2 separate regions of the Mus musculus genome follow, and region 2 is linked to region 1. The links are chromatin contacts, called in public Hi-C maps. All regions are on one chromosome and are shown on one strand. Each heading gives the region's core, a stretch centred on a gene start, on an enhancer-like site or on the middle of the called end of the contact. The rest is flanking DNA. Distances are from core to core; before and after follow the strand shown.

Evidence for each region. A called contact is a pair of places that touch in the nucleus more often than the background predicts.
Region 2: a contact with region 1 is called in a Hi-C map of cerebellum, with 3 times the contacts expected there. The contact joins two enhancer-like sites.

What each region holds. Positions count from the first base shown.
Region 1 is chr12:89,816,968-89,819,667 of GRCm38.p6, reverse strand. The region is part of intron 14 of Nrxn3 (neurexin III); the gene reads right to left. Among named protein-coding and RNA genes, the nearest start is that of Gm40538, 590 kb to the left of the region's middle. Within about 2 kb of position 1,352, at least 7 of the 459 cell types and tissues checked have an H3K27ac peak or open chromatin away from gene starts, as enhancers often do. A contact at or near this core is called in cerebellum, where this site is marked.
Region 2 is chr12:90,084,718-90,087,442 of GRCm38.p6, reverse strand. All of the region lies in intron 15 of Nrxn3 (neurexin III), which reads right to left. Among named protein-coding and RNA genes, the nearest start is that of Gm40538, 320 kb to the left of the region's middle. Within about 2 kb of position 1,327, at least 4 of the 459 cell types and tissues checked have an H3K27ac peak or open chromatin away from gene starts, as enhancers often do. A contact at or near this core is called in cerebellum, where this site is marked.

The sequences.
Region 1 (2,700 bases), core at 103-2,602:
GAATGTTTGGCCTCAGAATCTTCTCAGAGCCTTCATCACTTTTATTATCCAAGATCTCTGAGCTTCTGCATGTCTTGTTACAATTTGTTAACTATGGTTAGAACTTATCCAATATGGATCTCTGCCTAAAGGGATAGCTGTAGGTCACATCCCAGTTTGATTTCTGTATGCTTATGGAGGTGTTCTCATCTACATTTTCCCCAAAATTAGTGCACAAATGAAGTAGTTCTTCAGAGGCCAACAGTGTTGCCATAGCGAAATAAGGAGAAAGCAGGAATACAGCATCTTCAACCTGCCTGTGGGTGGGCAAGCAAACCTAGGTCCATGAGAGAAGGTGGCCCTGACATTATTGTATTTCTTATAAAATGTGCCACCCATGTGAGTCATGTGGACCACGTATATAATTTAATCTTCTGGGAAATTTTGTGCATAAAGCAGACAAGTCATACTATCAACTATTGAGGTTTAAAGATACATGCCTCTCAGCCAGGCAAAAAAAGAAACAAAGGCTGATTCACAATACATTCAACTCTAAATTTTGTCCTTGATTTACCTCACCCATTCCTAATGTCCCAGCATCCATTTGAACTCCATTACCAGTCAACATTGAGACCTTTATTAACACATGCTTTCATGGCTCATTTTAAAAAGAAGTATCTGAAGTGGGGGAACCTAGAAGGAGAGAAGGAAGGGAGAGGAGAGAAGGGAGGAAGAGGAGGAGGAATAGGGGAGGAAGGAAGGATAGAGGAAGGGAAGAAAATTATTTTCCAAAAGAATTGAACACCTTGCTTCCAATTTATAGCAACTTTACAATGAACAATATGTTGTCTTAGTCATTTCACTAGAGCCTCTTGACTGATAAAGTAGACAGGATATATATAACATTTATATCTAGAAATAAGTTTCATATAAAATCCAACTGGAAAATCATTAAAAATGATACTTTTTAAAGTATTTTTTGCTGCCAAAATATGTAGTATTTGTATGTAGTTAATCTGTTTTCCTCAATTAAAGGTGAAAAGTGAAGCACTAGCAGTGTGTGTGTGTGTGTGTGTGTGTGTGTGTGTGTGTGTGTGTGTGTTTGTGTGTGTTGGGAGGGTGGCAAGAAATTAGCCATAGGTCTTAAAGAAGTCAGTGAGGAGAGGTCTGAGGATATAGCTTGGAAGGGCAACAGGTCTGGCTGAGAAAGCCTTGGAATGTTCACATTAGACTATGCACAGAGCCTGTGTCTGCAGTCAGACAGAGTTAGTCCTATGCACATCAGTGTCTGGACTCAGGCCCAGAAGCTCAGCCAAGAAGGCAAACAGAAGTTGAGTAAACCTGCTGTCTTTGTTTTCGCCATTTATGTAAATAGGACTTTTCTTTTCGAGGCACCATCCTAGGATTTGGTAAATTGCTGTCAGTGTCACCTAGGGTTTACTTGTCTACTCTGAACTCACTGAACACACAGTACAGGTAGAGTGATGACTAGTCCCCACCCTGGAGATGTCAAAATTACACTGTGTCCACAAAATGGGTATATGGAAGCTCCACTCAACAGGAACTCAGAATGCTGCCATTTGGAGTTAGAGCCTGTAAAGAGATGACAAAAATACAACAAAGTTGTTGGGTGGACCTAATGTAGCTGAATGGGTCTTTAGAGAAGGAGGTTGAGGGGAAGCAATTCTGCCTGTGATGGTGCACACAGAGAAAAGACAAGATGGCAACTCAGTAGGGAAATGACCATATGTAAACCAGAGACAGCTCCCCAGAGACTAAGCCTGCTTCCATTCTGATCTTCAACCCTTAGCCTTCAGAGCTGAGCTAGAAGGAAACAAATATGGAAGGGAAGCTCATGGGTTACCTTCAGAGATGTGTGTCTCTCCAAGGCTATCCAGGGTCCCAGAGATATCTGAAATCCTGATAAATCAGCTCTAAACTACAGAATAGAATGTGGTACCTCTGAAATTTTGATATCGAGGAGTAAAGTCTCACTGCTGGATTCTATGAACTAGTAGTTAGAAACAGTCTTTTCCTCTCAGCCCTGAAGGCAATTGTTAAGCATTTCTCATCTCTTCTGCCTGTAACAGTGCAGCCCCCCTCCCCCACCTCTACCCTATCTGGTGGTGGCGGCAATAACATTAGCAGTCCTGAAAAGATTTATCCTCTGATATTATAATCTTCCCCTACCATCTTTCAAGAGCAGGCAAATCTCCAAGCCCACCACTTACCAGCAAGCACATTTTACAGACAGAAAACAATGCATGCCGAGGATAGAGGAGAAACCAATTTAATTAATTCATCACCAAGGCCAACGACGTATAAATCTTATCGTTTTATCTGTCAACCAACACTCTGAATTATTCAGTGTTCCCGATCTCAAGAAGGAAGGCAGAGAGAAAGTGGTGAGAGAGCAGCTGCACAGCGCCATAATGTGCTCAGCAGAGGAGCCCAGAGTGAGCCTAATGCTGGGCAAACTTTAGAGGCTAGGCCCTGAAAGGATCTCGTGGCAGAGTGTCATTCAAGACTCCCTGGTTCCTCTGCCACCAGTGAGGCCACTACCACATCTGCTTAGGATGGTTTGGAAAAGAATATAAAACCTGTATGGAAATGAAAATTAATGGGATGAAAACCAGTACACTGTACCTATTTCTATGCTCTGCCCAGCTAAACCACCCAGCACTTTCACAGCTGCTATTTAAATTGTGGAAACCAAGCATA
Region 2 (2,725 bases), core at 78-2,577, 270 kb before region 1:
ATACACATGAATGCATGTACAACACACACACACACACACACACACACACACACGCACACACACACTATATATATACATATATATATATATATATATATATATATATACATATATATATATATATATATATACATACACACACACACACATATATATATACATATATATATATATATATATGTAGTCTTAAATCTGAAAACAGAGAAAAACAACACAAGATCTCAATACTTGCAGATATCAACAAATTATAATAAAATACATAAATATACCCACAAATATACAAAGTCAAATTTCACTAGTTCTCTTTATCTATAGGTCTACTTTTCAGGACCCCCCTCTCCTGCCCCTGCAAGGGCATAGCTGAAACCTCAGGCACTAACAAGCCCTGTGTAAGCTACATGTTTTCCCTACATGCCTGGAAGCATTACCATAGAGCACTAGATTTAAACTTTTCGTGTTCCACTCCTTGACACCATCACTCCTCTTGGGCTTTAGGATCATGATTGAATAAACATGAACCAAATGCTTACATTGTGATATCACACCAGTTGATCTGACAGACTAAGACGAATACTCCAGGGTAGTATATCTACTACAGAAGTTGGGGACAGAAGGCAAAGGAACCATTTACATTCAGATGGAATGGACAGGGCAGGTGGCATGAAATGTCACACAACTCATAGCGTGGACAGTTCAAACCAAGGCATTGCTTACTTCTGAAAGATTAAATTTACTATTTTTAGACCATAGTTGACTGTAAGTAGCTGAAACCATAGAAAGAAATGTGTAGAACAGGGTATGCAACTGTATCAACAAAGTGTGATGGAGTCCATTGAGTTACAAGTATGCGTTTCTAAGGGTCTGAGATAGCAACTTAAGAGAAGGGATGTCTTCCGTGGTTCTGAATGAGAGCAAGGGAAGAAAGGGGTAAACCAAATACTTCATATTTATCAATACCAAAAGACTGAAGAAAAAGCAATAGAATTCATTTTAAAAATTAAATACATTTTATTAGTTATACTAGCGAAGACCAGTAGACACGAGTATGCAAGATTTTACTATGACAGAGGACACAGCAAAAGTCAATGGCTTATTGTCTTAGCGAAAATTTATATAACGTTGATGGCAGACCATCCCTACGGCTAGATATAAGGAATGTCTGTGGCTACTGAACAGTTGAAAGTGTTTAAAATGCTATAATGTTTGTAAACATGTTGGTGGTCACATAAGAGACAATATGGAATATGTCCACACCCTGGGAGCCTGGGGAAGCAGTAGAGAAAAGCTATAGTGGAGCATAACAGCAGGACAGAAGGATTCTACAGTGAGTCAGAATCATATCCTGAGAGACCAGCTAAACAAAGCACACACAGGTAGGACATCACAGTGGGGCCAGAAGGCTGCCATCTGTCCAGTGTCAAAATGAGAACAGACCTCTCTATTTTTTCCTGAGTTGGAAAAGTGTGTGTGTGTGTGTGTGTGTGTGTGTGTGTGTGTGTGTGTGTGTGTGTGAGAGAGAGAGAGAGAGAGAGAGAGAGAGAGAGAGCCTTGCATTTACATGAGTTTCCCAGTAAGTATGCTTGCATGCAAACATGTAAAATCCATAGGAGGACATCTGGTATCTTCCCTTATTGCCCTTTACATTATTCCCTTGAGAAAAAACTCTCTCATTAGACAAGAAACTTGCTGTTTTGTCTAAGATGGGTGACTAGCAACCATCTCCCCCCACCCCACCCCCAGAATCTGTTTATCTCTGCACTCCAAAGCTGGGATTATGGACATTTGTAGCCACCCAATGCTTAGGTGGGAATTTGAAATAATCTACTGAGCCATCTTCCTAATCCCAAGATTTTCTCCTTTGAGAAACTTGTAATATGACATTTTTGACCTAAATAATGAGTGTCCTCCACCAGTCCCATGGAGAGGAAGCTGCTGTGCATCCTGCCTGTTAATTCCTATACAGTTCTGACATCTGTCTTTTCGTGTGTGCATAAGAAAGTAAATAAATGAAGAAGAGAAACTATCCAGAAGGGCTTTGACCTTATTCCATTTTCCATAAATAAATATATATTTACACACTTCCAGCAGACACTGGTGGAAGAGAACCTGTGTTGAATAATGTCCTAGAAGCCTTTGGGAAAATGCATTTTTAATTTGTTTCTGCTTCTCTTCTTACCTAGATGAAATAAGTGGATAATGCCAGAGAGACAGGCAGCATCCCAACGGCCTCACAGAGAAGCAATTACATATTCTTTTGCTCTCCCCTTGAAATCAGCAAAGATAAGAATACTATGTTGGCAGCACCTGCTGTTGTTGGTTTCTGGTCTTTTCTGTCTTTCTTTCTCCCTAGAATGAAAGCCAAGGAAGTTTCTAAAAAAAATAAAATAAAAATCACCTAACTTGGCCAACTGATCAGTTTTATAGCAGACTCTTGCAACAACAGACTATCCAGTTTGAATCACATCTTCCCAGTTGGATTATAAATGCATGATTGACTGAAAGTGCATATGAAACATGGGAACATGCTTCCCAGTTCCTGCAGGAAATAAGAGTTATAAGCCTTAGATATAAACACAGAAACACTTAGGCAATCATTTCGCTGGGGAGAGTACAGCTGGAAATTGAGGACTAAAAGCCATTCTTGTCTTGGAATAGGAGAGTAGAGCCTTGAGGGAGCCATTCTGATATGGACAGAAAAGGAGACCAGAACTCAGCAAAGTTGGTA